Linked DNA regions of Mus musculus: region 2 is linked to region 1. A link is a contact called in public HiChIP or PLAC-seq data. All regions are on one chromosome and are shown on one strand. The core of a region is the stretch at or near the end of the contact, and the rest is flanking DNA. Distances in the headings are between cores, read along the strand shown. Region 1 overlaps Gm34941 (a long non-coding RNA gene). Region 2 has its middle 140 kb from the start of Gm35255.

Evidence for each region. HiChIP or PLAC-seq counts read pairs in DNA pulled down with a chosen protein or histone mark.
Region 2: an H3K4me3 HiChIP or PLAC-seq map of embryonic basal ganglia shows a contact between it and region 1, with 5 times the contacts expected there. The contact joins two enhancer-like sites. A contact is called at or near these places in 5 of 115 datasets of contacts at active chromatin or transcription factors (astrocytes, embryonic basal ganglia, embryonic forebrain and 2 more) and 1 of 9 other capture datasets (embryonic trunk).

What each region holds. Positions count from the first base shown.
Region 1 is chr3:34,689,793-34,695,024 of GRCm38.p6, reverse strand. It overlaps Gm34941 (a long non-coding RNA gene), which reads right to left. Exons shown (of 2, transcript XR_389667.3): 1 at 2,904-5,232; 2 at 2,104-2,518. Among named protein-coding and RNA genes, the nearest start is that of Gm34941, 3.0 kb to the right of the region's middle. Within about 2 kb of position 2,729, at least 64 of the 459 cell types and tissues checked have an H3K27ac peak or open chromatin away from gene starts, as enhancers often do. A contact at or near this core is called in embryonic basal ganglia and embryonic forebrain, where this site is marked.
Region 2 is chr3:35,085,521-35,090,752 of GRCm38.p6, reverse strand. No RefSeq gene overlaps it. Among named protein-coding and RNA genes, the nearest start is that of Gm35255, 140 kb to the right of the region's middle. Within about 2 kb of position 2,197, at least 64 of the 459 cell types and tissues checked have an H3K27ac peak or open chromatin away from gene starts, as enhancers often do. A contact at or near this core is called in embryonic basal ganglia and embryonic forebrain, where this site is marked.

The sequences.
Region 1 (5,232 bases), core at 1,480-3,979:
ACACACACACACACACACACACCCCTAAGGCTCAGGGAATAGTACAGAACACTGGGCAGAAAGATTGTAAAAGCCAAAGAATTGTGGGGGAGGGGGCGGCTGTGAGGCTCTCTCTCCTAGGAATGTCACCTGAGAAGATTAAAGGACATGACTGATTAAATATGAGCTGAATAAGGATGATAGGAATGGACAGACCAAGATGAGTTTGGAAGGAGATCACAAGGCTTCACCCCTGTACAAAGAACTACAGGCAACCAGGAGCAAGAGTGGCAGGAATAGTCTTCCCCAAGGAAAAGCACATGAGCTGTTTATCCAATGCCGAAGTGCAGCCCTGAAACACACATACATACGAGTAATACTGTACAGTCTGAGCAGGAATATATGTATATGTATATGTACATGTATATGTATAGAAATATATGTGTATAGACACACGCATATATGTATGTATGTATGTAATGACAATTAATGAGAAGAAAAGCAATTTGAAAGAGCAAGAGGAAGTATATGAGAGGGTTTGGAGAGAGGAAATAGAGGATGTAATTATAACCTCAAGAAATAAAAGAGCCAGGCAGTGGTGGCGCACACCTTTAATCCCAGCACTTGGGAGGCAGAGGCAGGTGGGTTTCTGAGTTCCAGGCCAGCCTGGTCTACAGAGTGAGTTCCAGGACAGCCAAGGCTACACAGAGAAACCCTGTCTTGGAAAAACCAAAAAAAAAAAAAAAAAAGAAAGAAATAAAAAGAACTTTGTACATTTCCCAAGCAAGATTTTACCAAGCAGGAAGGACAAAGGCAGTCCCAATTCTGTGACTCTGTCCCCATATCTTCTCAGAGAGATGCTGGCGTGAGGATGATGGAGCATCATCCTTGCTCTCTTCTAGGACCATCTCATGCTTTTTGTTTTGCTTTTTTATATTGATGCCATAAAATGACATACTCCTCACACTCTTTTTAGCCTCTCCACTTGTGGATGGTTTGAACTCACAACTTGATTTGCCCAATAGAATATGACAGAGAGGGATTTGGCCAGTTCAAGGTTTGAGCCTACAAGGGCTATGCGTTTCCCTTTAACTTAACACACTTCTAGCCTGCAACCGTGCTGCGGGATGCCAAAACCGCAGGGAGATTTCTTGAGGAGAAGCATGGGTTTCTGTTTGACCAGTCAAGTAGCATGACTTACTGATCGCCTCCAACCATTACCAACGTCTCCCTGTGCACTGTGTGAGGAACCGCTCTGAAGGCTGAGAACGGGTGGATTACAGATAACACGGCTTAGTGATTCCACTGGGGCCAGAGGATGCTCAGGTAACTGAACCACAGCTCCATGAGAAGTGAAAGGATGACAGCTGTTTCAGGCAATCAAGTTTCATACTGTTTTATTAGGCAGCAAGGAGCAAATAAGCATTATCCATCAAAGGATAGGACAAGCAACCTTTGCCCTCTAGCCATGAGATTAGACTCGGGACTCCTACTAGGTACATAAGTGTGTATACACTTGAGATATATGACATATCAGTGTCCTGAAAGCTGTAGCTGTGGAGAACATCTAGAGCAAGCACACACACACACACACACACACACACACACACACACACACACACCACAAAACCAAACAAAACCCGCAGACTGGTGGGGACATATTGGTGCATGCCTATAATCCCATAACTCCAGAGGCAGGCAGAGGGAAGTGAATCTGTGTTTTCCAGGCCAGTCAAGGCTATCTTGTGAGAGTCTTAAAAGCAAGCTGCAGCAAAAGCCCTCACACGAGAGTAACAAAAAGAACTTGCACCCAGAGATGTTTTATTTTTAAAATTTTATGTATTATTATTTTGTGTGTGTGTGCGAGTGTGTGCGTGTGTGTGTGTATACATGTCATGGATCCTTTGTGGAGGACATCAGAGAATGACTGTGAAGTTGGGTCTCTTCTACCACATGTGTTCCCAGGATCGAACTCAGGCCCCTAGGCTTCTGTGGCAAGCTCCTACCCACCAAGCAGGCCGTTCCCAATTCCTCACCCATTTTGAGTTTTAAAAATAACTAGGTTTGGTAGCTTCTTTTCCTCCAAACCTTCCAAGCAAAGAAACGTCAAACTCACAACATATGTCTAGCCATCATGATATGACATTTATATCGATTTTAGAATTGGGAAAAAAAAATCACTGGGATTTACAGATGCAAAATTGATTCAGATGAAGTTTATGTGACCTTTTTTTCCCTTTTCTCATCCCAGTAAATAAGTTCCCAAGGAAAAGTATGGGCATCATCTCTAACAAAAGTAATCAAATAAAGCCAGAACAACGTAGACCAGACGAGACTGATAGTTGTTATTTGGAACACACAGCTCTCCAATCTTGTCTCCCTGGAAGAAAAAGCAAAACGCGGGCACTCATCGATCGCATCCTCCCGTGGCCTCCTGCCCAGGCAGGATCTTTCCTCTTCCTTGAGGAAGATGGGGAGGGGGGGGGGCGGTAAGGACGACGGACTTCTCTATGTGGCCTCGTGGTACAAGTGACCATGGCTGCAGAGGAGGAGAAAAGCCCGTGAGGCTGAAAATTTTTGCAAAGAGAAAACAATTGTCCCGCAGGCCACAGTAAATAAAATAACAGCGGTGGGGCGATTTGCAAGCATGTAACGCGCTTTTGTGCGGGGCTGCTCCTGCGGGCCTCGAGGGTTTCTGTGCGCCTTCTCCGCAGGACCTCCGTGACTGGCCTGCAGCACAAAGGCCGAGACTGCGCCCCTCCTCCAGTGGCTCACCCCCAATCTTCCCCATGCTGAGGAGGTCTTACAGCGCACTGAAGACTTTCAGTGGGGTGCAGGGCAGTGCAATTTAGGATTTCTACAGTACCGGGTAGATTTTCAAGCCTGGCAGACAGGGGCCAGATTTAAAAATAGCCTTTACTCACCCGATTAACCCTTTCCTTGCTGAGCTGCTCTTTGCTATTGCTTGCTCTCAACAGTGCAAGACCCAGCTTCTCGTGGTTTGGAGACCAGTTGAATAAATGTCATGATTCGTTGACAAAATTTAAATTATTGTAGTCTTTTATGGTAGGTTTGAAGGGGGAAGGGGACTATCGAGCAGGGGAGAGGTGATGACCAAAGGGGGGTGGAGAGAGAGAGAGAGAGAGAGAGAGAGAGAGAGAGAGAGAGAGATATCCTGGTTAAAGAAGAGACTGCCGCATTGCCCTCACATGGGGACCGAGATGAGTCTGTGATTACTTTAATGACCATGAAACTTGAGTATTCAAAGAAATAAATGAAGCTATGTAATCACCTTTTAAGTCCTATCAAAGGCCAGTGAAAGCACGATGGGAGGGGCCGTTATATAATAGCGTTTATGTCCCACAGGGCTCTGCAGGTCAAAGAAAGCAAGGGCGGATGTGTTAGGGGGAAGAGCAGGACCGAATTCGACCCTATCTCGAAAGCCTTATCCAAAGCAAGGAAGGACCGCCCGGCCCATTGAGGCCATGGTGGGCTCCTCTGAGCATTTTGACCAGGAAAGTTCTACTGATGTTCTGGGTTTCTGAAAGTTTTACGGTTCAAGTCAGCCCGAAGACAGGCGAACACCATCCAGTGTGTACCTGTATGCTTTAACTTTTAAGTAAAACCACATGACCCAATCAAAAGGCAAACTCCTGATTATCTTAATGTGATGCTATTTTAATATTTCTAACTCTTTCTTTGTTTGTTAAAGTGGCGTTATTGGCCTTCTGCTCTCTCTGGGGCTGAAGTCATCGATCCTTTTGCCTCTACCTCCCAAATGCTGGGACTGCAGGTGTTTACCACAACCTACTTTGGCCTGGTTCGGAGTAGCATTTGGGATCCAACATGGGCCTTGAGAATTTTAGGCAAGAACCCTATCAACCGAGCCATATGTCAAGCCTCAGACATTTGTGATTTTGGTGAACTTTCGTTTTTCCAACCTGTTCCTCTAGCACGGGTGGCAGCTGGCTTCCAGTTCTGCTTGCCCTCACTGCTGTTCAGCTCAGTGTGCCAGGGTCTCTGTTTCCTTATCTGGGGACGGGTTTCTGGCTCTATCATCATGCCACATACCTTGTTTTGGCCATATACGTTGACAAATAGGTATCGTCTGCTGTTTGACATATTTGAGCCATGAAGGTATTGTCCTACTCCAAGATTGCAGCAGGTCATAGAATTCTTAATATTCTTAATTCTTAATCCTTAATCCTTAGGAGTTGGGGGAAAATAAAACCTTAAAAAAAACCACCACCAACAAAGCCAAAATAACACCTCCAGACTACTATGAGTTTTTTATTGTTGAAATTCTCTAGAAAAAGAGAGAGAGAAAAAACAACAACCAAGAAACAAAACCAAAACAAGACAAAACAAAACAAAAAAACCAAAAACCAGACACCTAGTCAAATTCAAATTTGAGATGAATTGAGATTTTCCGGTGTAAATATATCTCAGTAAAAGACAAACTGTTTAACAGTCTAGTTTGGTTGGCCAGCCAATTCCTACATGCCAAGCCTGGCTCTCTAAATTTAACTGGGTGTCTAGATTTTGTTTTTTTTTTGTTTGTTTGTTTTTGTTTTGTTGTTGTTGTTGTTGTTCGCCCAAAACCAAAATAATAATAATAAAAAAAGGAATTAGATTACAACAAAGAAAAAAAAAGAAAGGAATAAAGATTTAAAAGTGGAATTTTTAGGTTGTTTTTTTTTTTTAATGTTAAAGATTTATTATTAAAGGTGATCCGACAAGCCGGGTGTGGTGGTGCAAGCCTTTAATCCCAGCACTTGGGAGGCAGAGGCAGGTGGATTTCTGAGTTCGAGGCCAGCCTGGTCTACAAAGTGAGTTCCAGGACACCCAGAGCTACACAGAGAAACCCTGTCTCAAAAAAACCAAAAAACCAAAAAACAAAAAACAAAAAAACCCAAAAAAAGTGATCTGCCTCTATAGTTCCTTCTTCATTACTGACTCTTTTAATCATATGTCAATGTATATATATATATATATATATATATGCATACATATACACACATATATATGTGTGTGTATATATATGCATATATACAATATGTGTATATATAATACGTATAATATGAGTGTTGCATGTATATAGGTGTACCCATATAAGTTCCTGGTGTCCATGGAGCAAGAAGAGAGCATCAGGTTTCTAAATTAACTTTCAGGTGTTTGTAAGCTTCCTTCCTTTTGGGCCCTGGAAGAGGAATGTGAGTTCTCTGCAAGAGCAGCCCATGTGCAGGGCGTGGT
Region 2 (5,232 bases), core at 948-3,447, 400 kb before region 1:
GCCCCCAAGGGTCAGTGCTAATTGGGGCCGATTCCCCAGGGGTACACAGCCCAGACTGTTCCCAAGGAGTTCAGCTGGAACTAGATTGCTTCAGGAATGTGAGCCAGGCAAACAACTGCTCAATTGTTTGAGCCCCTGAGCTTGGTCCCCAAGCAGCTTCCCAGCTAAATGTAGGCCAACAAGATTGCTGAAAACTGTTGGCAAAGCTAAACGCAACACTTCCTTCATTTGCATTTAAAAATTAAAGTTCAGCCTTGAAGTGGGCATTAGGCAAACCCTCCCTAAATGAATACCGAACAAGTGCATGAGATCACCCTGGCACCCCAAGCGCTCTGCTCCCCAACTCTTGCAAGCAGAGAATGGTTTGTTTGCCATGACTCTTTCTCTACCACAGTCAAGACCTTGAAGCTGCAACCTTCCGATCGAAGGTGAAGCGTTTTAACTGACGGCTTTGTGGGTAACTCTGGGCTTCTCTCTAGCATCGCTGTTGAGACGGTTTCTTGACTTGCCTATGTTGAACACATGTCCAGAATCAACCCGCATCTATGTCTGGCATTTACGCTTAACGCAGATGGCAGATGTTAGCATGGAGATGTTCAGGGTCAGTCAGAAGTATCCAAGACATCCTCCTGCTCAGCCCATCTGCTCCTGCCTTCTCCTTCCCAAGATGCCTACACTATAGATTTGGTTAAGATTTTTGTTCATTTACTGGCTCTGGAGAAAGCAAAGGTTTCTCCACGTCTAGTCCCCCACATCTCTTGTGTGATGGTTCTCTGAAAACATGGTAGTATCAGAACAGCAAAAGTTGACAGATTCCAGCCTGTCACCAAATGCCTGTTTTTTAGAATTGAACTCCTTTTAAAAGTACAGCTCTAGGACACTCTGGGCTCCACTGTATGGAATCATGTCTGCAAACGGACCCTTGACTCACGGGAATTGATATTTTTAGGTGTATTTTGAGACTTTATTGGCTCTTATCTACCTTCATGGACTTTATTCGTATACATCTTATCCTTGTGAATCAACGACACCACCTCTGACTTGACTGGGCTGACTGGACAGATGTGGCCAGCCCAGCCCTGGTTAACACTGCCTAAAATGCTTATAAATTAAATCATAGACACAATGTAGCTTCCCTCCAAGCTTAAAGTTCCCCCTTCCTTCTAAAGCTGGCTTCTGGCTCCTCAGGATGGGCTCTTTTTAAGGGAGCACTATCCTTGCAGTGTTCTGACATTAGATGACTAAACAAAATTGCTGTGGCCCTTTGAGTTTCTGGGTACATGTTTGTTTAGAGGTGTTGTTTTTATTTGGGAGGCGGGGGTTCTCCAGAGAAGCTTGGTTTGTTGTCTGTGCCCATGATCAAATTACTTTGTAAATGGCATGAAAATGCTGTGTATGTGTATACACACACACACACACACACACACACACACACACACACGGTTGAATCTACCAGAGCTTCATTTTAAAACCATGTGGGTCTACGGCCATTTCCACCAAGGCAGGCCCAGATAAGCGAGGCTTGTTTGTGTGCGTGGTCATGTCCATCCTGAGCCCATGTCTAATTCTGTGGGCTCCCTTCTGGTTTGTGGCGCTGTTGTATCTGAACCTAACCCCCCTCTCTCATCACAGCAAAAAGTTTCTTAAGAGCTTAACTTACAGCCGAGTGCCAGCTCCCCCCATTTAATTTGTCCTGCTACCCCGGCACTTGTCATGTGTGTTCAGGCAATGGTGAGGTCAGTTCTCAGGGCCCAGCTCTCTGGACACCCTCAATGATGACCTCATTAGAGGCACAGATGTTTGCTGCACTTTGGGAGATGGGGAGAAAGCAGAGCAGTAAACTAGGCCAGCTTGCAATAAGGCTGTTACCCACAATTCAAGATAAAATGCCGGATAGTTCCCACTAGGTTCTGGTCGGCTAGGAGACAGCAACTTATTAATCTTGTGTCAGAGAGCCAGCTGCAGCAAGGCCGTTTCCATATTTCACCACTAACCCTATGTCTGGACAGCCATTGTCTTTTCTTATGAAAAAACTCTACAAATCAGCTGCGTTCTCTCTCTGCCTCTCTCTCCTCTCCTCCTTTAGCTCCGCAAAGCCCCCCACTTGTCCTCTTTGGAGAGTCGGGGCGCACCCTCCAGCCTGGGCCTGGCTTACTAATTCAGAGCCCGTGCTTACTTTCTAACTTTAATGATATTCCCTCAGCGTAGCACTTCGGTTGCTTGGCGACCGGATTTGAGCTAGGCCTCTCATTTGATTCCCACACATCAGACCCTGAAAAGCACTTTTTTCCCCCGTCCCTCAGCTTTTGATTCTTTCTGCTCTGAAACCCTTCCCCCGCGGTGTCAGTATGGGTGGGCAGAGCGGTGGTAGGAGGAGGCCAAGGGTGAAGGGCGGCCTATAGTGCACTGGTTACACATCAAGGCCTCCAAACAAAGCCTCCGGGAACCCTCCCTGACCAACACAAATTCCCCTCAGAAAAAGCAAATTTGGCTTTCCCTCATAGTGTGGGTGTCGTTTTGAGACTTTGCTTAGATACTTTATTAAATCTGATGCCTCTCATTGTTTTTTCTGCTGTTTCTCCCCAGAGACTTCCCATATCAACAAGTTGCTGTAGGCATAAGCAAACAGATTACAGAGAACTGAAATAATCGAACAGACAGCAGGCTGGCACCCACGCTTCTGATAGCTTCTAATTAAATCATACTATCTGTTAGTGAAGAACCCTCTATCTTGGTGTTGGGGGAGATGTGCTGTTTACCCCCACGATAAGGAAACATTTTATGCTAAAATGTGTATGTGGACATCCATGGTGCGACTGGCAAAAAGATGAGGGGAAAAATTTTCCCCATTTTTGTCTTTTTAAAGAAAAATAAAAATGCTATATATGCTATTGAAAAAGATCCACTGTAGAAAACAAAAACCAAAAAATAAAAAATCAAGGCGTTGAACATACTTCTGTGTTTTGTGGTTGAAGCTCTAACACAAGAGGGGACAGTCAAGGAAGGACTCAAAATGAAGGATGCTTGAGTTTTCCGATAGTGTTGTTTCCATTGAAATTATATTATGCAACTATGTCCTTAAGAGGCACACACCACACACAAACCACACCACACACACACACACACACACACACACACACACACACACACACACTCATAGCAAGGAATGAGCTGCTTCACTGACTAGAGCCAGTGAACAGTCATGCTTCTGCATACAGATTCCAGACACACGGGAGTATGTTCTTACATGTATATAAATGTACGTATAGTCTATTACACAAGACTGTGTGCAATCTATTATACGTAGTCATGTATAGTCTATTTTAAAGAGAGACACACAGAAGCATGTTTCATACATGTGTGTAGATTCGTGTCTATGCATTTAGACACGGTGTGGTGGTCTGTTCTAGAATGTAGCTCAGATATTCTTGTTGGCTTCCTTTCTCACAGATCCCTAAGGACTTGCTCACACAATGCCCACTCTCACATGCCAATCCTGTGTCCTGATGGAAGTGTGACCTTCCCACTCCATGGACACTTGAAAGCTGGGTTCTTAGACCTTATTGTCTTCCTGTTGGACTTACAGGAGGCTGACAGAAGTCTGTTGTCTCCTTCTCAGCAGTGATTAAACCAGTATGCAAAGCTCTTGCCTTCCATTCCCAGGTACTGGCCCAAACCTCCTTTTTCCTGTGAACTGCCTTCATAGCTGATAGGTGAGTGAGATTCAGATTTGTACAGTACAGTCCTAATCTGACACTCAAGCAAAGATTCTAGATAATGTTTAAACTCTGCTCTTCTTTCTGCCTAAAGTTTTAATCCGTACATTATCTGTATTTTAGGTGAACAGACGGGCAGATCGGATTCGTTATTCTATAACAGGATCTACTGGTCATTCTACTATAGGGTAGCTTCCTACTTCCTGTATGCCAGCAACATTTTGGTTTGGGGAAAATGTAGGCCATGGTACACTAGTAGATAGTTGGTGAATACTGTATAAAGCACCCCTGTGGTGAAACTATTAGTAAAACCGGAGAAGCAAGGGCTCTTTAATTTTACATTTGTAAAGAGAATTTTAGAACTCAGTTTGACTATAGGCACACGCACACTCAGACCTTGTGTGACGGGGTAGAGGGACAAGGGAAAGGGGAATAAAATTCCATGCAGGGTGGGGACAGCCATCCAGCTATGTGGTGCAGAGTTAATGACGGGCAGAGGGAGCTCTGAGGACCCCTCCCATGTTGCTGCACAGTGTCTGTGACTTCTCAGAAACACTGTTAATAATGGAAAACCAATCACAAACGACACTCAACTTGATGCCCTGCATATTTGTTATTTCCTCTTCTTTTCTACATGGTTTTTGCTCCCTCATGCTCACCTGAGCCCAACTAAAACTAAAATCTCAAAAGAACAGGCATACCTCAGGAAAGACTTCCTTAAAATATTTTTAACCTTACCCATCTGGAGTTTCTAAACTCCTGTGATGGAAACGTGATCACGTTATGCGCCTGCCTGTTCTGGGCTGCCCCTGGGTTGCCTGTTCTGGGCTGCCCCTGGGTTGCATGTTTGCTTCTGGAAGCTTGCCGCAGCTGCTGTGTGCACTTTCCCACTGCTAACGACAACCACACAGCCCTCCAGACCCGTCATGCTTCTAGACTCCTATCCATACAACAGGAGCAGAGCACAAGCTCGAGAAACTGCTACCTCACTCTTGACGTCTGTAGAAGACATGAGAAAAGTTAGGCCAAAGGAGGACGAAGATGGGCTCACTGCTCTCATTAATGAATGGCTGGCCGGCCATGAGAAACAAGATTATTGATTTAGTGTTAGTTATGGCCATGGCAACAAAGTGAGTATTACAGAAGATAAAATAATAGGGAGACATAAAATAGCTTTGATCCATGACCGTGGGACCTAAAGAGGGCTTCACTTACTAGAACTGGCCAGCATGACTTGTGTTGTTCTTATGTTGATCTGAATGGAGTATATGGCTCCCTCGGAGTTATGTTCTCAGTTGTACCTAGCACCTGAGCATTTGTCACTCTTCTAGATCACACAAAGCAACAGCTGTGCAGTAAAACAAGGGACTGTGAAGTAGAAGAACTCAGAGATGTGTCTCCATCCTTGTCATGGTGCCTTTAGTTTCAGTTTCCTTGATGTAAAACCAGGGAGGCAGTCACACAGAGATCAAGTAGCCTTTCCTGCTAGTTCTTGCTATGTGGTTCTGTGGTCTCC